Linked DNA regions of Mus musculus: regions 1, 3, 4, 5, 6 and 7 are each linked to region 2. A link is a contact called in public HiChIP or PLAC-seq, Micro-C and promoter capture Hi-C data. All regions are on one chromosome and are shown on one strand. Each heading gives the region's core, a stretch centred on a gene start, on an enhancer-like site or on the middle of the called end of the contact. The rest is flanking DNA. Distances are from core to core; before and after follow the strand shown. Region 1 holds the start of Xkr7 (X-linked Kx blood group related 7). Region 2 holds the start of Mapre1 (microtubule-associated protein, RP/EB family, member 1). Region 3 holds the start of Snta1 (syntrophin, acidic 1). Region 4 holds the start of Cbfa2t2 (CBFA2/RUNX1 translocation partner 2). Region 5 holds the start of E2f1 (E2F transcription factor 1). Region 6 holds the start of Chmp4b (charged multivesicular body protein 4B). Region 7 holds the start of Pdrg1 (p53 and DNA damage regulated 1).

What was found. Promoter capture Hi-C pulls out the DNA fragments that hold promoters and counts their contacts. Hi-C and Micro-C count contacts between places; a contact is called where the count stands out from the background. HiChIP or PLAC-seq counts read pairs in DNA pulled down with a chosen protein or histone mark. Capture Hi-C pulls out chosen DNA fragments and counts their contacts.
Region 1: a promoter capture Hi-C map of pre-B cells shows a contact between it and region 2, with 5 times the contacts expected there. The contact joins the promoter of Xkr7 here to the promoter of Mapre1 in region 2. A contact is called at or near these places in 2 of 39 promoter capture datasets (liver and pre-B cells) and 1 of 484 Hi-C or Micro-C datasets (embryonic stem cells).
Region 3: an H3K27ac HiChIP or PLAC-seq map of embryonic stem cells shows a contact between it and region 2, with 3 times the contacts expected there. The contact joins the promoter of Snta1 here to the promoter of Mapre1 in region 2. A contact is called at or near these places in 3 of 115 datasets of contacts at active chromatin or transcription factors (all in embryonic stem cells).
Region 4: a contact with region 2 is called in a Micro-C map of embryonic stem cells, with 11 times the contacts expected there. The contact joins the promoter of Cbfa2t2 here to the promoter of Mapre1 in region 2. A contact is called at or near these places in 4 of 484 Hi-C or Micro-C datasets (CD4 T cells, Th1 cells, embryonic stem cells and 1 more), 2 of 115 datasets of contacts at active chromatin or transcription factors (extraembryonic endoderm stem cells and thymic regulatory T cells) and 1 of 9 other capture datasets (liver).
Region 5: a contact with region 2 is called in a promoter capture Hi-C map of liver. The contact joins the promoter of E2f1 here to the promoter of Mapre1 in region 2. A contact is called at or near these places in 1 of 484 Hi-C or Micro-C datasets (muscle stem cells), 3 of 115 datasets of contacts at active chromatin or transcription factors (embryonic stem cells and extraembryonic endoderm stem cells) and 2 of 9 other capture datasets (adipose tissue and liver).
Region 6: a promoter capture Hi-C map of pre-B cells shows a contact between it and region 2, with 5 times the contacts expected there. The contact joins the promoter of Chmp4b here to the promoter of Mapre1 in region 2. A contact is called at or near these places in 7 of 39 promoter capture datasets (the 3T3-L1 cell line, cranial neural crest, hematopoietic stem and progenitor cells and 4 more), 1 of 484 Hi-C or Micro-C datasets (myocytes) and 1 of 115 datasets of contacts at active chromatin or transcription factors (memory CD8 T cells).
Region 7: a promoter capture Hi-C map of adipose tissue shows a contact between it and region 2. The contact joins the promoter of Pdrg1 here to the promoter of Mapre1 in region 2. A contact is called at or near these places in 1 of 39 promoter capture datasets (pre-B cells), 1 of 484 Hi-C or Micro-C datasets (CD4 T cells), 2 of 115 datasets of contacts at active chromatin or transcription factors (extraembryonic endoderm stem cells and microglia) and 2 of 9 other capture datasets (adipose tissue and liver).

The regions. Positions count from the first base shown.
Region 1 is chr2:153,030,548-153,033,247 of GRCm38.p6, reverse strand. It overlaps Xkr7 (X-linked Kx blood group related 7), which reads right to left and starts at 1,396. Exons shown (of 3, transcript NM_001011732.1): 1 at 650-1,396. The coding sequence starts at 1,233.
Region 2 is chr2:153,739,778-153,742,675 of GRCm38.p6, reverse strand. Mapre1 (microtubule-associated protein, RP/EB family, member 1) reads right to left here and starts at 1,389. Exons shown (of 7, transcript NM_007896.3): 1 at 1,257-1,389.
Region 3 is chr2:154,406,732-154,409,693 of GRCm38.p6, reverse strand. Snta1 (syntrophin, acidic 1) reads left to right here and starts at 1,610. Exons shown (of 8, transcript NM_009228.2): 1 at 1,610-2,014. The coding sequence starts at 1,723.
Region 4 is chr2:154,435,234-154,438,254 of GRCm38.p6, reverse strand. Cbfa2t2 (CBFA2/RUNX1 translocation partner 2) reads right to left here and starts at 1,771. Exons shown (of 11, transcript NM_172860.2): 1 at 1,619-1,771. The coding sequence starts at 1,652.
Region 5 is chr2:154,568,595-154,571,515 of GRCm38.p6, reverse strand. It overlaps E2f1 (E2F transcription factor 1), which reads left to right and starts at 1,624. Exons shown (of 7, transcript NM_007891.5): 1 at 1,624-2,027. The coding sequence starts at 1,782.
Region 6 is chr2:154,655,470-154,658,418 of GRCm38.p6, reverse strand. It overlaps Chmp4b (charged multivesicular body protein 4B), which reads right to left and starts at 1,393. Exons shown (of 5, transcript NM_029362.3): 1 at 1,048-1,393. The coding sequence starts at 1,237.
Region 7 is chr2:153,013,976-153,016,830 of GRCm38.p6, reverse strand. Pdrg1 (p53 and DNA damage regulated 1) reads left to right here and starts at 1,448. Exons shown (of 5, transcript NM_178939.2): 1 at 1,448-1,597; 2 at 2,746-2,821. The coding sequence starts at 1,511.

The DNA.
Region 1 (2,700 bases), core at 147-2,646, 710 kb after region 2:
TGGCAAAGGATGAAGCCTGCAAGTGAACAGTTTGAATGAAGCCTCAGCATCCGGTCTGAAGACTAAGGGTCAGCCAGTAGCCATCTAGTGTCAGAGTCAAGATTCCAAATCTCCTTGGTCCCTTTTGGGGGATGGGACGGCACTGTGGAGCTCCTTAGGAAGTAGGAGCTAACCAGTGCTGAATTGGGTTCACCCCAGGCCCTTTCTCTACAAAACCAGAAAGTTTGGGCGGGATAGTCATTTAGCTGCCTTTTCCAGGATGTTGGGGTGGGCTGCAATTCTAAACTGAGTGCCTGTGAGTGGTAGGGAGGACTTCTGAGTGGTTTCCTAAGTCGAGGCTTGGTACCTGGACATGGGGGAAGGGTCAGGACTGGAAGGATCGCTGTGGTCCTGTTCCAAGTGTCCCCTTGTTCTCTGCATACATCACTCAGAATCTCTGACCCCATCTTGCCCCATTAGCCAGATCAAAGCTATGGTTCCAACAGAGTTTTGCAGAGGTGAGGAGCTGACTGCAAAGAAATGAGAGCGGCAATGGAGTGGGTCGGGGTGAGGGTCAGGACAGGAGCAGGGCGGGCTAGAAAGGCCAGAGCAGATCTGGGGCGGCATCCCACTCCCAGACTCAAGCTTCCTTCACCTGCTCTTTTCCTACCTCCAGACCTGGCCGAGTTGCAGGAGGTGAACGAGGGTCTGCAGTAGCCAGACGCAGAGGCGGCAGCAGCGGCGGCGGTAGGTGCCGGCCGAGGATGGTGCGGGCCGGGGGACCAGCTCCGCGCTACCTTCTTTGGTCCGGAAGGCGACAGCACTGTCCTTGGTGCTGATGGCGGCTCCGACTATGTCGCTGTCCTTGGTGCTGACGGCGGGTCCCGGGGTCCCCGCGGGCTCCGAGTAGTCGTAGACGAACCAGCGGAAGCTGAGCAGCTGCACGACCAGTGAGGGCAGCAGCACGAAGAGCAGGGTGAGGCCGAAGTAGGTGCTCTGACCCTGCAGGTAGTAGGAGGCCGCCAGCCACAGGTCGGTGGCGCCGTCGGAGAAGAACACGAGCAGCGCGCACAGCACCCAGCAGCAGTCCCGCAGCTCGTAGCGTGGCCCCGGGCACCCCGCCTCCACCGGTCCCGGGCCCGCGATCCCCGCCGCAGCCTCCCCGCGCCCTCCCGCCCCGCCCCGATCTGCTCCCGCCGGCCCCTCGGGCCCCGGGCCGGCCACGGCCGCCGCTCCATCCGACTTCGCGGCCATGTTGGCGGAGCAGGAGGCGGGGAGCGACTTCCGGGCGGCGGAGCGGGTGGGGTGCGGAGTGGGGAGGACCCTGCGCGGGCGGCTCCCGCCTCCCGCTCTTCCTCCGCCGCTCCTCTTCCTCCTCCCCTCTACCTCAATTATTCATCCTTGCCGGCGCCGCCCCGCCCGGGCTCCGGCCTGGATGTGGGCCGCCCCCTGGGAAGGGAGGGGGCCGGGGTGGGGAGAGCATCCCAGGTCACCCTCGCATGGCTTCCTCGGAGGCGTGGGGCCCAACCACATGCTTTCTGCCTCTGGCCTCCCCCTTTGACTGCCCCCGCCCTATCCTCTCCTTTTCCATTGATCTCCTGTGGTACCTCCGGTGGTTTGGGTCTTGCAATGTCCCAGGAGGGTGGGAGGCCGAGGTCTGAGAATAAAAGGACAGGGGTGGGGGCAGCTGCTTGGGCACCTGCCATAACCCGTTAGCAGTCACTCCTTCCAACGCCACTTCCTAGTTCCCCCGTGTTCACTTATTGTTTCATCCCCTCCTTTGATCTTGAGAGATCTCTTTTCTCATTGTCTTTTTCAAGCTGAGAAACTGCGGTTCTCTGAGTTGCGGTCTCTCGGTCTCTCGATCACCTTTCTTTTAGGAACCGCGTTCATCTGGCCACTAGCCTGATTAGGCAAGGCAGAGGAAAGGGATGGGAGGGAACCCCTTGGGAAGGAAAGAGCAAGTGCAAACAGCTACTCCCATCACCACTGGAGGCCACATTTTCTAGGATGTCCGGAAGAGGGGGTGGGGGTGCAGAACGATAAAACTGGCGATTTCCGATGGATTGGACCCTGAAGGGCCAGAAGGTGACAACGGGGGCACCTGCTGCAGAATGTCAGCTGAGGAGTTAGGTGGCTAGGTCAGGATTTAGCAAGAAGACTTGGCAGCCAAAGTGGAGCAGGGATCACAAAGCAGCAGCCTGGAACTGGAGAGAACAGAGGAACATTATAAACACAGTCCATGAGAGGAGCTAGGGGTCTCTCATGTGCCTGAGTACTCCCACACAACTACACCTTGGCTTGGATGGGATATCCTAGGACACTGAACCATTTCTTTGTCATTATTCTAAGCAATGAGGAATCGCTAATCATTTTAGTCTCACAATTTATATGGTCTATATTGTTCTGCCCATTCTATAGATGAGAAAACATAGAGTCAAAAGATACATTTAGTGGCTTAAAATCACATAGTGTTAGAAACAAATTCAAACGTGGCTCTCGAATAGGCTTTGAAAACTCAAGGGAGTGAGGAAGAGTGAGGAGGGGAGGAAGTGAGGTGGAAGGACCACCCTGCCTCAGAGTGACAGGGAAGATAGAAGAGACAGCTGCCCTGGGCTGGGTGGAGCAGCCATCTGCTGTCCTGCAGCCTGGCTTCCCTTTCGTGTCCAGGGACCGTTTTGGTCTCAGTGATGCTTGGGAGGTTGGGGTACCAGCTGTTGC
Region 2 (2,898 bases), core at 140-2,639:
TAAAAAGAGCTATGTGACCCTGTATGAAACATGTCTCCTTTCCTCAGAAATGGCTTACCTGTAAAATGAATAAGACCCTACCTTCCTCACAGAGCTGTGGTAAGTATCAGAAAAGCACACCGCCTCCCAAGCTTCTATGTCCTGGCACTTTGACACCACAAAAGTATGAAACAGTTTCTAGATGGAGAAGGAGGAGTAGCACACAGGATATGACTCTGGAGTTGAGTTACTTGCTGGACAACGTAAGGCAAGTCCTTTCCCTACCCAAAGTCTCAGACTCGCCTCTGTAAAAGAATGATGAGCAGCTCAGCACAGTGGGGGAACTGCAGTCACCTCTCAGCCCCACAGAGAAAATAAAATGAGCAAAACACAACAGAGGGGAAAGAAAGAGAATAAAGATAGCATCTTTTCAAGGCAATGTGACTATTAAATGACACAATGCTACATCAAGCTCTTAACACAATGCCTTATACACAAGTGCCCATTAAAGAGCTATCTTGATTAATGCTAGTCAAGACATCCCATCACCGGCAGACATCAGGCCTAGCTGAACTTCCCTCAATGGGCCACCGGATCCTCATCGCCAAGATGCAGAGGTCAGGCTATACCCTGCAGTACTGGTATCGCCCTTTTACAGTAATTACAGAAATTATCTTGGCCATGTATTCATTTTCTTGCTTCCTGGCTCTCTACCCACAAAGCAGACTCCTAGAAAGCATGTCTTTGCCTGTCTACTCCCTGATGAGACCGGGGCCTAGCATTTACTAGGCACTCAACCACCACCCGCGGACCGCCTGACTTCTGCCAGGCACCGAGCTGAAACCTTTCTGTGCTTAATTCTACTGTCTCCATTTTACGGAGGAGGAAACTGAGGCACGGGGAGGCTGAAGCGCCTGCCTAAGGTCGCACTCTGCGGCCAACTCCGCGGACCAACTCCCACCCATTATGCAACGACGCCTCCTACACCCAGGGTCCCCACCGCGCCCCTCGCGCGCGCGCGCGCGCGCCCGTGGGCACACACCCTCCAGGCCCAGCCGCAAAGTCAGGACTTCGCCGGTCACCACTAGGCAGCCCCCACTTCCGGCCCACGCCCCGCCCCCGGGACAACGGAGCGCGCGCCCCCGGCCCAGGCCGCGCACCGGATCGCGGCCCCGCCCTTCCCCCCCACTGCCCGCGCGGCTCCGCACTGCTCACGAGGAGCCGCCTCCCGTGAATTCCCGACTGCTGCCGCCGCCCGGGCCCGCCAGCCGCCTCACCGGCTTTCTCAGGACCCGCGTCCGCCGTCCGCGCGCCCGGCTCCGGTTCCGTCTTCGTCTCGTTCAAACCGTCGGACCCCGCCCGCCCGCGCGCGATGACCTCACACGCACCCCGCCGTGACGCGCCGACGCAGGGGCTCGTCATCTCCCGCCCGGCCTTTTATAGAGACGGACTGGCCTGCGAGCCGGAGGCGGGGCCGAATGCTTGATCGACAGCTGGCATGCCCGGGGGCGGGGAGCAAGCCTGTTGGGCACGTGGTCAGTTGCGACCAATGACGTGTGAGTCCTCTGAGGAGGCGGAGTCCAGTTGCACATTCTGGTTTGCTGTAGCCCAGAAGAAAATTCGTTTGACCAAGATGGATTAATGAATAGGCTCGGGAGGAAGGTTAGCTCGCCTAGCATACATGAATCCCTGGTTTCAGTCCCCAACACCACAGATGGCAGCTGTGGTGGAACACACCTATCTTGCCAGCAAATCGTTTTGTCATCATCCCAGACCCTCTCTCTGGGAGTTCAGCCTGAGGTACACGAGACCCTGTCTCAGAAAGAAAAAACTGGGAGTGCTAGGCCACTCGTGTACACTTGGACAGGAAAGAGAATCACTGTAAATTCAAGGCCAGCCTGGTCTACAGTAGCAAGCTAGCCAGAGCTACACAGCGAGATCTGGTCTCAACAAAGAAAAAATGGCCATCGAAATGCTTTAGCAGGTGCATGCCCCCAAACCTGACAACATGAGTTCAAACCCCAGGACCCACTGATAGAAGGTGAGACGCGAGTCCTGCAAGTTGTCCTCTGACTAACACACATGGGCAGTGCCACTCGCATGCCTACACACACGCAAATATGCCCACAAATAACTGTGGTGGTATGAACGTTTAATCCCAGGACTCAGTAGGTAGAGACAAGAGAATCTCTGAGATCAAGGCCAGCCAGAGAGCTACACAGTTATTGTTTGCCTTTAAATTTAAAAAAAAAAAAAAAGATTTGGCGCCTGTTTTAGTTAGTGTTACAATTCCTGTAATGAAACATGACCAAAGCAACTTGGAGAGGAGAGTGCTTATTTAGCTTACTCTTCCATATTATCTCTGTTCATCACTGAAGGAAAACAGGGCAGGAACCTAGAGCCAGGAGTGGATGCAGAAGCCATGGAGGGATGTCGGTTACTAGCTTACTCCTCATGGCTTGCTCAGCCTGCTTTCTTATACAACCTGTCTTAGTCAGGGTTTCTATTCCTGCACAAACATCATGACCAAGAAGCACTTGGGGAGGAAAGGATTTATTCAGCTTACTCTCCCACATTGCTGTTCATCACCAAAGGAAGTCAAGACTGGAACTCAAACAGGTCAGGAAGCAGGAGCTGATGCAGAGGACATGGAAGGATGTTCTTTACTGGCTTAGTTCCCCTGGCTTGCTCAGCCTGCTCTCTTATAGAACCCAAGAATACCAGCCCAGAGATGGTCCCACCCACAAGGGGCCCTCCCCACTTGATCACTAATTGAGAAAATGACTTGCGGCTGGATCTCCTGGAGGCCTTTCCCCAACTGATGCTCCTTTCTCTATGATAACTCCAGCTGTGTCAAGTTGACACAAAACTAGCCAGTACACAACCCTAGACCACACCAGCACAGAGGTGTCCTAACCC
Region 3 (2,962 bases), core at 361-2,860, 670 kb before region 2:
GTCTGGAGTTCAATTCCAAGCATACATATAGCAGCTCAAAACTATTTTTAACTCTTGTTTCTGGAATCTGGTGTCCTCTTCTGGCCCTCGAGGACTATATGTGGAGCACAGATACGCATAAAGGCAAAACATCAATCCACAAAGAAATTAAAATAATTTAAAAAGTATAACCTGGAACTTGCTATGAACTATAGTTCGTCTAGAATTAATCATGATCCTTCTGCCTCAGTCTCCAGAATGCTGTGATTGCAAATGGATGGCATCTTGCTTAGTTCGATAAGTGCTCCGTGAGTGAAGAGTGAAATTATCTCCTGTTGCTATGCATGCAGGGCAAGGGAGTAGGAGGGATGTGAGCCTGGAAGCCAGAAAGACCCAGGTTAGAAGAGAGGTCTGCTTTTAGTACTCATGTGTCTCAGTTATGCAGGGTTTACCCAAGGCACAAATGATAGCATAGATCAGCCAGCTCATGTGTCATGCAAACACAGAATAAGTGACATACATGTATTGCATATATATATATATATATATATATATATATATATATATATAAAATCATATGTCATTTTATTTATTTTCACTATTTTTGTGTGCATGGGTGTACTTGTTTGCAATGTGAATACAGGTTCCCAAGGAAACTAGTGGTGTCAGATCTCCATGGAGCTGGAGTTACAAGTGGTTGTGAGCTGCCCAATGTGCATGCTGTGAATTTTACTCTGCTCCACTGTAAGAGCAGCCCATGCTCTCTCTCTCTTTCTCTCTCTCTCTTCTGGTTTTTTGAGACAGGGTTTCTCTGTGTAGCCCTGGCTGTCCCGAAACTCACTCTGTAGACCAGGCTGGCCTCAAACTCAGAAATCCGCCTGCCTCTGCCTCCCAAGTGCTGGGATTAAAGGCGTGTACCACCACGCCCGGCTTTTTTTTTTTTTTTTTTTTTTTTCAGCCCATGCTCTTAACCGCTGAGCCTTCTATCTCTTTATGTCTTTTCACTTTTATTTTTATTTTTTAAAGGCAGGGTCTCATGTAGCCTAGACTGGACTCAAACTTGCAGACCCTTCAGCCTCTACCTTCAAGTGATGGGACCAAACCCTCAAAGGAGTGGCATTTCTCCTCCTGGTGGGTGGGTAGGCTTACCTCTTTAGAGGCTGCACCCTTAAGCTGAGTCAGGCCCACAGACTGTTACTGGTACCCTCTCCCCATGGCTCACAAAACGTGAGAAACCATCTTCCTTAGCTCGTTTGCCAGTTAACTCTGTCTGCAAAGTCCCTGGAGCCTATGGTCCTGACACAGGCAGCCCTACCCCAGGATCCTTGATTCTTTTTCTTGTCCTTCAGCTTCCACGAGCTACGGTCCAATCCTCGACGGCGCACAGAACTGGATCCTTGTGTTGCCCCATCCATAGAATCCGGCCCCTTTATGTTCCGCAGAGCGCCCCACCCTCAACCTCCTCTAACTGTGGCCGTGAGGGAACGCGGTTCTGACCCACTCCCAAGTGATCCCGCTGCACATCTTTAGTTTACCGGGTAGCGTCTCTTCAGTCACTCCCGGGGCCCCGCCCCCGTTAGCCCCGCCCCCGACAGCCTGTCCTCCGAAGCTCCGCCCCCGAGGCCGGGGTAGGGTGGCGACTGGCTCTGCTGCCCCGCCGCCCTCTGCCCTGGGCGCTGGGTCGGAGCGGGCCGGGTACGGCGGGACCGGGCGAGCGCAGTGTACTGGGACTTCGAGGCGAAGATGGCGTCAGGCAGGCGCGCTCCGCGCACCGGGTTGCTGGAACTGCGCTGCGGGGCGGGCTCCGGGGCGGGTGGCGAGCGGTGGCAGCGGGTGTTGCTCTCTCTGGCGGAGGACGCGCTGACCGTGAGTCCCGCCGACGGCGAGCCCGGCCCGGAGCCGGAGCCCGCGCAGCTCAACGGCGCCGCTGAGCCCGGCGCGGCGCCCCCACAGCTGCCAGAAGCGCTGCTGCTCCAGCGGCGCCGCGTGACGGTGCGCAAGGCCGACGCCGGCGGGCTGGGCATCAGCATCAAGGGTAGGTGTGGGGCACCCAGGGCACGGGGTCGTGTTGTCTGTGCTGCTGCGGAGCGCTCAGGGGTCATGGGGGCTGGTAAACGAAAACCTGTCTAGGGCGGAAAGGAGTCTCCGGGGGAGGAAGGAACAGAGTGAGGGAAGAGCACCAAGGTCGGAAGGGGCTTGGGGAGTTCAGGTGACTCAGAAGACACAAGTGTGGAAGGATGGGGGGGCGCACCAAGGACATTGGTGCTTAGTTCTGTTTTGAAGCAAAATGGTAGCTATGGGTACCAAGGGCAGGAGGGTCCCCGGGAAGACTGACAGGGGCGGGGGCGGCGGTGAAAGGAAAGGGACTTGAGGCCTGGGACACTGCTAGAACAAGAAGGAGGTGGAAGTCATGAGACACAACCTAGGCAGACTGGTAAAGGCCTGGAGTCTGGGAGCCCAATGTGGGTGCCAGAGATGGGTAGGAGGCACAGGCATTAGCAGAGAAGGGGCCAGTAAGGACCTAGACATCTTGGGCTTCAGAGGCTGTTTGCCTATGCTGGGAGTCCTGATGGCTAGGGTTGAGTCTCCTCATCTGCCCATTTGTACATGAACAGGTACATGGAGAGAGTGAACCCAGAGTTGCCATTCCTTCCTGAGAATTCTTAGTTTCCAAGACTGACAAGTGTTTGGCATGATCTCAATCTCATGTATGCCAGGCTAGACACATGGTCACTATGTAGCAGAGGAGAACACTGAATATAATCTTCCTATTTCCACCTCCAGAGTGTTGGGATTACTGGGCTCTGCTGCTAAAATAGGTTTATGTTGTGCTGGGGATCAAGCCTAGAGCTTTATAGATGCCAAGCAAGCACTTTACCGACTGACTCCTTCCCTAACTCATTTAGGCTGCCATTGGAGTTCTAGAACTGTGAACTTCCACAAGTCACTTCCCATTTCTGAGTCTGTTTTGGTAACTTTACAA
Region 4 (3,021 bases), core at 522-3,021, 700 kb before region 2:
CTCTGTATAGCCCTGGCTGTCCTGGAGCTCACTGTGTAAACCAGGCTGGCCTGGAACTCAGAAATCCGCCTGCCTCTGCCTCCAGAGTGCTGGGATTAAAGGCGAGCGCCTCTCTTCCACTTTTCTTATATATGATACCATCAAACCTAAGGGTTACTTGTCTCCCTTCAGAAGACCATTGAGAGCAGCAACAGCACACTTAACTACAGAAGGCATTGGTGGGAAAATCTAGTTTGTATCTTTTTCCATTCAATTTGGAATGAGAGCCCAAGAAAAAGGCTGTATGAATCCTCCGCTATAACTGCTGAACTGAAGAGCAAAGAGGGGAGGGGCTAAAAGCTCTCAAGAGGCCTCATTTTATCCTTGCACAACGGACATCCTGCAACACCTGATGTTAGCTTTTATTCATTTTTTTGTTTTATTTTTAGGGTTTTGTTGTTGTTTTTGTTATTTTGTTTTGTTTGGGGCAGGGTGCCACAATGTAACCCTGGCTGGCCTGTATAGATCAGGCTGACCTCAAACTCAGCCTCCAACGTGCCTCAAATACCTGTTTTTAGACTGTCACCTGGCATAGACAAAGAAATATCCACAAAGCACGAGTCCCTCTCTTAAACTCAAATTCAGAATCTAGTCTGTCAAGTTTGTTGCCATAGTCTCTGGACTTAGAGTGATAATTTGTATTTAGATGATTTAATAAATATTAAATGAATCGAATGCAAATTGCCTGGTGCTCAAGTAATGTTGGCTATTACTGCTATTTTAATGACAATTAAATTTTTATTGTTCTTATTAAACGATGCCATCCCTCCTCCAAGGATCTTACAATTCTAGGAAGAACGTCTGTAAATGGGATAGCGAAATGGAGGTAAGAATAAAAACACAACTGAGTCACATAGTAGGACTAGTCAAAGACAATATTAAACAAACTAACAAAACACAACCAGACGCCAACTTCGGACTTTTCCGAGGAACACACATAACAAACTGTGATTACGATAGTGAGTTTTCACACTTGAGTATGATGTGCAACTGTGTGTTCAGGGGATTTTACTGGATTCACTAAACCCTACTACAGAGCATTCAGAGTACGTTCCTCACAACCCATTTTTCAGATCGAGCAACTGAGACTTTTGGAGCGCCAAGGTCACAGCCTACTCGCGAGGGAGCCAGGACATGAACCCAAAGCAGTCCGACCCCAGAGCCTACATTCAACAGGGCCCTCCGGAATATCAGCCCGGCATCCTCCAACATCTACCACTCGTCGCTCCAATTCCGGCGTGTTTCCCGGGACCGGACTTTCAGCCCCGATGCCGCGAAAACAAAACAATACTTCTCTCGCGGACAGTCCATAGGGCGCCCGCCAGGCCTGAGCTCCAAGGCCGCTCCACACAGTCCTGCTCAGCACCCGGAGCCGCGAGCCCCACAGGAAGCGCCGGGATAGCCCCGAGGGCCCCGGAAGGCCGGGGAGCCGCATGACCTTGGATCCAGTGCCCCAATCCCGGCCTCAGTTTCCCTGCCCAGGCCTCCCGCCGGGGGGCCTCTGCAAAGCCTCCCGCCTATGGAGCAGCAGGCCCCTCAACACACACCCCTCAGCCGTCCGCCTTCCCGCCCCACTTACGTTGGAAGGCGGCCGCTCCAGGGACGCCCACCATCGCGGAGCGCAGTCTGTCGCGAGCGCCGCTCGCTTCGACCCTCTGCCTGAGCCCTCCGCAGGCGCAGGCCGGGACCTGCACCCGCCGAACTCGCCCGCACCAGCGCCGCCGCCGCCGCTGCCGCCGCCGCCGTTAGGCCGCGCGCCGCCCCGCCCCCAGACAGCCCCGGCACGCCCCCGCCGCGCGCTCCCGCGCGCAGACCAACGCACGCGGAAGACGGGCCCGAGGGCGCTCACGCGAAGCACCGCCTCCTGACCTGGCCCGCCCCTTCCGCGCCAGGCTGCGTCCTATCCTGGAGCGGCCTGCACTTCGACCCGCCTCCCGCGCGCTATGCGTGGCCGCAGGGAGCCGCCCTTCTCCGAGCTCCAGACTTCCGGATGTGGCCTGGGCGGCAACCTAGGAACGGGGGCGGAGTCCCGGGGCGGGGCTTCGGGGAGGGACGTTTCAGGTGCAGGCCTTGTAACGCTTTGACGGTTGTATTGGGTGTTAAAATTGTTCTTTCCTCCTTTTACTTATTTGTTTTTACATTGACTTATTGCATATGTGTGCGTGTATATGTTTGAGGGAGTCCAACGCATGTATGTGAATGTCAGAGAACAAGTCGGGAGCAGGCTCTCCTTTCACCCTGTGGATCCAGCAGGTCAAATTTCGGGCATCAAGTTTGTTTGACAGCAAGCATCTTTGCCAAATTAGCTATCTCGCAGATTTCTACATCTTTTGCGGCTATAGGAATCTAAATGTTTAAAACAACTAGCTGTCATTACTGATTTCTGTATCAGATCAAGGGGCTTTGTGGGGTTTGTCTGTGTTTGTGAGGAGGGGCACGTGTATGTGCAGGGGTTTTTTTGTTGTTGGTGGTGGTTTTTTGACACAGTCTCACTTGTAGCTCTAGCTGTCCTGGAACTCACAGATAATCTATCTACCTAACTCTACCTCCCAAGTGCTTGGGACTAAAGGCCTGAACTACCAGGCCTGGTTAAGTGCAGGTTTATTTTGGTTTGTTGAAACAATGTCATAATGTACATTTGGCTATTCTGAACTCACTGACCTACACCAGGTTAGCCTTGAACCTTAAGCTATACTTCTAAGTCTATCTCCCAAAGCTGTGTCTATAACACCAGCAGGCCTCACAAAAAGTTGTTTCTGAAAAGGGCCTATTTTGTATGTCTAGCTGGGCTGGAACACACAGTGTAGCCACAAAAGCCTGGAACTCTCACACATCCTCCTCCCGTGGCCTCCCAAGTGCTGGGATTGTAAGCAAGAGTCACTAGCCTGTCTTCAACAGCTGCTTTTATACACTCTGCAATTAACCATCTCAGTACCAAATACAGTTTCTCCCCTTTTCTACACATTCGCTAGAGTCTCTCCC
Region 5 (2,921 bases), core at 375-2,874, 830 kb before region 2:
TTGATTCAGTTTGAGCTACTACATAGCAAGATACTATCGCTTTAAAGAAAAAGGGGGGGGGGCGGAGCAAACCAGACATTGTGGCCCCACCCATTCAACTCCAGCACTGGAGGCTGGAGCAGGCAGATTTAATGATGTTCCAGGGCAACCAGAGCCAGATGAGACCCTGTCTCTAAACACAAACTAAAAACCCACCCCTCCCAATCAAAACAAACCAAAAAAAAAACAAGAAGGGGAGAGGGCGGCCTGGCTGGGGATTGATTCTAAATTGGCCAAACCGGGGTGGTTCAAAGTTAACCCGTGCCTTGGTGTTTCTGGGCCCTGGAACATCACAGCCCCCTTATTGCGTCCTTGCTCACCTCTGCCCTCAGCCTCCAATTCTCTCATACCCAGAAAGGGCCTGAGAAGCAGCCCCTGCTAAGCCAGCTCAGAGTAATGTGGTCAGAGTTGGGGCCAAGATTAAGTAGCATGAAGCATGGAGAAAGTAACCCGGCTTGAGAGCTCCCTGTAGCTTACACTGGACCTGGGGACTTGAATATTGTCAGCTACTTACTCTCTTCTTGTGGTCATCTCCCCCACCCCCAAGGACAGGAAGTTTGTGGGTCTTGTTAAACCTTTCATGTTTCTATTCCCAGTATTGGCAAGATGCCTAGTAGAGAGGACCACAATGCTGATCAGACGGGCTGACCCCAGCAATCAGAAATGCTGATGGAGGACCTCTGGATTAAAGGCACCACCATACGCACCCTCCTCGCCCCTGCACCTCCCTATGAGAGGAGATACTTTAATGGACCAATCTCTTCACATTGCAAACATCTGCTGCTTCTGTGTTTCCTTTTTTTCCTTTTCACTAAGTCATGAGTCAAGGTCTGGACTGAGGATGGGACAGTGAACGCTCTCAGGCGTTTTTTTTTTTTTGAGATCAGGGTCTCACTGTGTAGTTCTGGATGACCTGAACTGGGAAGATCCGCCTGCCTCTGCCTCCCAAGTGCTGGGATTAAAGGCAGGCGCCATTGTGGAGTGACCAAATGAATGAACGCTAACTGGGCTCTGGCTACGAAAGAAATTTCAGTAAAAAGACACTGAGATCAAAGCCACACATCCCTTACTCATTTCCTGGCTCCCCTCTTGGGCTTGGCTTCTGGGTGACAGGATAGGGAAGAAAGCATGATGTGAACTAATGGAATAAATGGATCTTAAGACCGGAGATGTGGCTGAAGCGAGCTTTGGAGGTGAGCCTGAAGAGGCAGTCTCTGGGCTGTAAACTGAGGGGGTGGAGACCACAGGTTGAGAGTTTAGGGGGTCATGTGGAGACTGCGGGACGTGCAGAACCGAGTACGAAGTTTGTTCGCTTCGCCAGACCCGCCACCCATCGAGTGGGCGGTGAAGGGGCGGGGCCCATTGCCCACGCCTCCTGCAGGGCACGGCGAGAGGCAGAGGGGAGAAGGCGCCCGGCACCGCCCGGACAAAGCCTGCGCGCGCCCCGCCCCGGGATTGGCCACCCCGCCCCTGGTCCCACCCTCCGTCTCCTGCCCCGCACGCCGCAACCAATGCTCGCCATCGGAGCCTCCGTCGTCACAGCCGCCCCGGCCAATGGAGGAGGCGTTCGGCGGCGCGTGGCTCTTTCGCGGCAAAAAGGATTTGGCGCGTAAAAGTGGCCCGGACTTTGCAGGCAGCGGCGGCCGGGGCGGAGCGGGATCGAGCCCTCGCCGCGGCCTGCCAGTCATGGGCCCGCGCCGCCGCCGCCGCCTGCCTCCCGGGCCACGCGGGCCGTGAGCGCCATGGCCGTAGCCCCCGCGGGCGGCCAGCACGCGCCAGCGCTGGAGGCCCTGCTCGGGGCGGGCGCGTTGCGGCTGCTCGACTCCTCGCAGATCGTCATCATCTCCACCGCGCCCGATGTCGGCGCCCCGCAGCTCCCCGCCGCGCCGCCCACTGGCCCTCGCGATTCTGACGTGCTGCTCTTCGCCACGCCGCAGGCGCCCCGACCCGCGCCTAGTGCACCGCGCCCGGCTCTCGGCCGCCCGCCGGTACGGACCCTAGGCGCGGGCGGGGGAGGGGACGGGCTGCTGCGCTGGGCGGCGCGGAGCCTGGGCTGGGCCTCGGGGCTCCGCCCCGGGGCGCGCATTGACTGACTGCCTTGCCTGTCTGTTTGCTGAGCCTCGCTCCGGGCCTCGGCGTCTTCACCGGAGCGTCGGAACCATTAATGATTGTGTCTCACGTGTATCCAGCTGGTGCTTGCTTAGTGCACGCTCAGGCTTTGGCACCAAATTCCCAATTCTGGTGTGAGCTGGGTGTTGTCACGTGCCCATCTGCCAGAGGGAGGAACTGAGGCCCAGAGATGGGGAAGTGCTTCACGCAGCTGCAGATGGTGGGGCTGATATTTGAACTGATGTCTGCTGGCTTGCTGCAGAACCTATGGCTAGGGAGTGCGCACAGTTGCTTGTTGGAGGTGAGAGAGGGTGACTGTTAGAGACATCTTCGGGAGATCCTCCTTAGTAGCTCTGCCAGGTGCAGGCCTGGCCTTCCAGGCCTCTGGGGATAGGCCTCTTGATTGGGAGGCCTTCTCTGCAGGGGCGGGGTGCTGGGCCAGCTGCTGCAACCCTTCCTTTGCCTGTTCTTCCATCTGCCACCCTTCCAGCTCCTGGTTGCCATGGAACTTTATTAATCAGGCGGACAGACCTCTGAGCCTCTGGAAGACTGGGTGGGCTGGGCCCCTGAGAAGGGGCCTCCAGTTCCTGGAGAGAGAAGACGTGGGAGGGAGATCCCTGGATAAAAGTCTCTTCCTGATTCTAAGCAAGTAGCTCAAGACCACTTTAGGCAGGGGGCCTAGAAAAGGCAGCTGGGTACGAGGAGAGTGGAACTTGGATCTAAGCAGGGGCCAGCTCCGTGAGTGGGCCACTATCTTCATTGTAGGGGTGGAG
Region 6 (2,949 bases), core at 144-2,643, 920 kb before region 2:
GTCCCGGAAGAAATTTCCCTGGTAACCTTCTGGGTTAAATACTTGTTTGCATGATTCCTAAGCCAGCCCCCCCCCCCCACCTCTCTCTATCTCTCAACTTCGGCCCACTCTCAAGGGGTGACCTGTCACGCTATGATTCATGCTCACATTGTTGTAACAAAAACACACATGAGCATTTTGACTTTCTTTACAGTCATTCACACATTTTCACATCCATCTCACTGAAGAAAACTACAAGGTACTTCCTAGACAGTTTCGATTCCTAGACAGGAAGCAAAGAAGCTTTCAAGTTCCAATCAACAACAGGACTGGGTCAACAGAGGCAGAGTCCTCGTCATTTCTGGTTCAGGAGGAACGGGGAAGTGGTGAGTCACAAGAGGGTAAGGCTTACAACACGGAAGCTCTGAGAATCACAGGGTTATCGACATCTTAGGTCTTCCAGTGGCCAGCTCCTAGCCGGTGGATGTGGAACTCAAAACTTAACAAGTACACTCAACAAGTGAACAGACAGAGCGGGTCCCAGAGGGTCTCTTCACTCCCCAGTTCTCTTTTTTCTCCATAAAGGAAGCTTCTCAAGAAGACTCCTAAGTCAGGGGCAGAAGGCAGCTCAGACGTCACCAAGGGCTCAGGAGAGGACAGAGGTGGACCAAGAAACACATAAATGATAGGGTGGGGCAAAGAAATGAACCAAGGTGGGGGTAGAGGCAGTGGCTGGGAAGATGGGTGAGGCCAAAGAGAAAAGAATACAATGGAACAGAGTGGAACAGACTGAGCAAAGTTAAAGTGCTGTGAGATCTGGGTCAGAAGAGGCCTGCCAGGGTAGGGAGAGTTTGAAGGGAGTCTGATGATGCAAGTGAACCGGCTCAAGGAGACCCAGAAGGAGTCAGATGGAAAGGGATCCCCGGCTCGGCTGGACAACGAAAGAAGTCTGGCCGGAGAGTTCCAGAGTCGAGAGAGACCCCGAAACGAGTTAGACAAAGTGGAGTCCGGGCCTGGGGAGCCTTAGGAGAGCCAGTGGAGAGTCTGATGGGGCCCCAGCCGTCTCACCGCGTTTATTTTTGGTGCCGTGCTTCTTGGCAGCCGTCAGCTCCTGTTCGATTTTCTTCTCCAGGAACTCCTGCTTCTTGCTTAACATCTCCTCCGTGTCCCGAAGCCGCTGGATGGCCTCCTGGGGGGTCGGGCCGCCCTTGCCCGCCTTACCCCCTCCAGCCCCGAACAGCTTCCCGAACACCGACATGGTTGCTGCTCGCCGCGCCGGCCTCCGGCGCCCACTCCGGCTCGGCTCGGCTCGGCTCGGCTCGGCTCCCGCGCCCACTCCCGGCCTGCCGCTCCCCGCAGCCGCAGGCCTCGCCTCCACCTCCGCCCCGCAGCTGGGCCCGGCCGCGCCACCTCCCACAGGCCCCCACGCCCGGGCCCGGCCGGCGTCAGGGCAACGCGCCGCTGACTACAGCTCCCAGAGCACCACGCGCCCGCAGCCCCTCGAGTCTAAGGGAGGACCGCGCGCTGCAAGCCGGGAGTCTGAGTTTTCCGGCTCCTGGCGTACTATGGCGCATCTTTTTAGTCTCGCAGAGGTCAAAGGGCAATGTGGCATGCTGGAAAATGTAGTCTCTTTGGAATGTGTTCCGTAGAGATGAAAGACCAGGAAGAGAAGAAATAACTATTACAAAAAGAGGGGTTCGTTGTGCTGGTCCGTGATAGAACCCTGGACCTAATTCACAGCACGGGAAGTAATAGTGATAACAACATCACTCATTTTCTATGATCTCTGGAACATAGTACTTTACAATCATAATCACATTTGATTCTTAAAGCAGTTTACAACAGATAATGCTGTTCCTATTTTGTGTGTCTGTTTTGGAACCAGACTTTCATGTAGCCTAAGCTGGCCTTGAAGTTCCTAAGGATCAGAGGCTGGCCTGTCTCTGCCTCTGAAGTGTTGGATCTGTGCTGTTCCTAATTTATATGTCAGTGAATCAAGCCCAGGAAACTGGCTGTCTAACTAGCTTACTTTACCAGACCGGTCAGTTCTCTCTACTTGGATGAGCTGTCATTCTCTTTATTCACCTAAGAGACCTTCTGAAACCTAAAATAGACTAACCACCTTGGCAGTGTAATTCAACAGCAAAGCTTCAAAATCAGCCTCGAATATTCATTTAGATACTTACTTCCTCTTGCTTTCCAAAGCTGTAAATTTGAAATTGTCACAAGTCCTCTTAAAAGAGTTTGTAAGTGAGATAGGAATATAAAGGGCCCAGCTGACTACAGGCACTCAAATAAAGATGTGTGTTTTAAACAGGACTTGGCAATTCATGCCTATAATCTCACATCTTTTGAAAGGCTGAGATAAGAGGGCTGCCATGTGGTGGCACATGCCTTTAATCCCAGAGGCAAAGGCAGAGGCAGGTAGATTTCTGAGTTATAGGCCAGCCTAGTCTACAGACTGAGTTCCAGGACAGCCAGGGCTATACAGAGAAACCCTGACTTGAAAAAACCTCCTGAATGTAATTGTATTTCTGGCACTGAAAAAAAAAAAAGAAAGAAAGAAAGAAAGAAAGAAAGAAAGAAAGAAAAAGAAAAAACCTCCTGTCTGTTTGAGTTCTGACCTGCTTTCATGATGATCAATGATATGGAAGTATAAGCTCAGTAAACCATTTCCTCCCCGAGTTGCTTTGGTCACAATAATAGTAAGACACTCTAGGAGTATAGAAAGTCATGTTTGGGGGGATTATATTAGAAAACTCAAATTTAACTTAAATACTCTTACCACACAATTGGCATCCGTCTCTGGGGAAGAATTTGAACCTACATTGGGACTCTTGGTTTTGTTGTTGTTGTTTTTTGGTTTTTTCGAGACAGGGTTTCTCTGTATAGCCCTGGCCATCTTGGAGCTCACTTTGTAGACCAGGCTGGCCTCGAACTCAGAAATCCGCCTGCCTCTGCGGGACTCTT
Region 7 (2,855 bases), core at 199-2,698, 730 kb after region 2:
GAGGCACAGTTTGTCAATGTCCATAGATAGTTGTGAAAAAGAGACCAGCACCCTCCACCCCGGGGAATTTGTGACTGATTAGCCCTTCTCTCAGCCTCAGCCTGCAGCTATAAAACTAAACAGGCATAATCCTGTGAGAAAAAAAAAGTGTCCGTGAAATTCAAGTGAGGCAAAGAATATGAATGGGCTAAGTTTCCCAGAGTCCAAAAAAGGAGACTAAAAAGTGAACCTCAGAGTTAGGCCTTAGGGGAGGTGGCTCCGTGAATGAAGAGTGTTCACTTTGCAAGAATAAGGATCTGAGTTTGAATCTCAAGCGCCTACAGAAAAACCCAGACATGGCTGTGTGAGCAGCAACAAACAGCGACAGGCAGATCCAGAGAGCTCAATGTCTAGCAAGCCTAGCCCAAAAGTGAGCTTCTGTTTCAAGGAGAGGCTCTATTTCAAGACAATAAGGTGAGAATATCAGGGAGAGACAGACACCTGACACCCTAATCTGTCTGGCCTCTGCTTGTGTCTGCAGGAGCACAGAGCACCCTTACACGCATGCAACACACACACACACACACACACACACACACACACACACCACACAAGAAAATAGATGAGATATAGCTCAGTGGTAGAGCGTGGTGTTTGAGAGGCACTGGGGTAATTCCAGTTTCGCACACGGAAAAACAAAAGAGGATTGGTGAGGCAGAAACTCCCAGGCCCAGCGTCTGAGCCTCCAGCTTTGCAACATTGGGGGACCCCTCCGGTTCTGTCAGGCAGTCACCACACACACACACACACACACACACACACACACACACACGCCTCCTCTGGGAAGTCCTGGATCCTAATTCACTCTTACGCTCTTACTGACACTCCACTGCTCCCCTGGACAGTTTCCAGCTCCTTCTGTGAATCTCGGCTTGCTACTGTGGACATTAGATTCAACAAATGCTGCAGCCAGATGCAATTTAAAATAATTACTGCTTCCTTTCCATCTTCCGGGGAGAAAGAGAGAGAGTGAGGGGAATTTCTATCACCCATTATTTACAAACTGGAAGCTGAAAACGTCGTGGATTAAAATATGAGTCTGTCTGCCACACTCAGTTTCTGGGCGTCGTTAAACCGGGACTTTATGATCTCTGTGTCTCCAAATCCCTTATCACTACCTTCCATAATGTGTAATTATTTTGCCTTCAGTGTTCGTTGTTTTCCAATGGGACGACGTTCCTAGAGTCGGGATGTTTTATTTGCAGCCGCGTTCCTGACACCCAATCTGGTATGTAGTGGATGCCCAGGAACCCTTTGAAGGGAGGGAAATGGACAGTGCGTTGTGTTGCTCCTTCAGAGCCTGTAGGGGGCGCACCTGCCCCGCTCCCAAAGCCTACCCCGCCCCTCTGGAGCCCCGCTGCGGCGCTTGCTCTTTTCACTGCGCAGGCGTGCCGGAAGTCCCAGAACAGCGCGTGCGCGGAAGGAGCCAAGGTGAAGTTGTAGCAGTGTGTCAGAAGAGGTGCGTGGCACCATGCTGTCCCCCGAGGCGGAGCGGGTGCTGCGGTACCTGGTCGAAGTAGAGGAGTTGGCCGAGGCCGTGCTGTCGGACAAGCGGCAGGTGAGAGACGTGGCGGCTGCGAGCGCGTAAGTGCGCGGGGTGGCAGGGAGCTCACCCGGTCTTCCGGCGTCACTGGTCCCAGCGGCCTGGCGCGGAGCGAGCACTGGTTCTGTGCTGGATAGTCGCCTTCCTTTCACCCTGCCCGGTCATTGCTGGTCTCCTGGATTCTCACTGTCTGCGGGAGGCTCCCCTGACACCACTTTCCAAACGCAGTCCCTGGCCCATCGTGAATCAGGTTACTGAGACATGGGCGGCATGTGTCTGGGCAATGCGCTGGGGTGTGTGGGTGTGATGTGTGGGTGTGTGGGTGTCGGGCGCGGGGGTGAGGGGTTGAGGGCCTCGTAGATCCGAAAGGGGTGCTTGGTTCTGTTTCTGTGGTAAGTGGTTAGTCCCTAAAGGGAGTTCGTGCTGGGGATCGGTTGCTTTAGACTCTAAACTTTAGAGGGCTTACTGTGTTGTCTAGGTTAGCCTTGAACAATCCGTGGTCTATCCTTGTCAGTCTCCTGAGTTCTGGGATTATAGGCGTGCATTTGGATGTTAAATGCCTCTCTCTGGCTGCTTCCTAGAGAGCGGGGAACCATTCAGGTGATCCCGATGGTCTAGAGTTAGACCAGATGGTAGTGATGGGGCGAGACATATACTTGATATATTTGATGGTCTTCAAACGCTGTCATAATGGCCATAATGGTTCTTTGTGGTCTATATTTGAGAAGGCTTGGTGGTTCACTAGCTGCGGCCCCAGATGTCACCTCTTGAGTAGTTAGCTGTCATAGTGGTACCATGCCACAGCTGTTCCAGTCCAGTATGGTTGAGTGTCTGGTGAGACTGTCAGAGTTACCTAACAAGAGTGTGTCAGTAGTCACTGTCTAGAGAAGACACTCAGCTCACTCCCTGGTGACTCTGGTACACTCTCAAGGTTGACTGGATGACACAAAATGATTCAATCTGCAGGCATTTTCCTAGCACCTTCTCTGGAGGAAGGAGGTTTGTGTCGAAGCAGAGGAGCTGGAAGCTGAGTGGGTAAAGAAGCACCTTCCCACCTGAGTCCTCCATGTTAGGCAAGACCTTGGAACTTAGCCAGAAATGATACCTTGTCTCTTCAGATTGGGGCTGGAGGCAGCTGAGTCCCCATCTGCTCCTGTTTTCAGATTGTAGACCTGGACACCAAGAGGAATCAGAACCGAGAGGGCCTGAGGGCCCTACAGAAGGACCTGAGTGTCTCTGGTAAGTTGCGACATCCTTACTGAAGCCCTGGAAG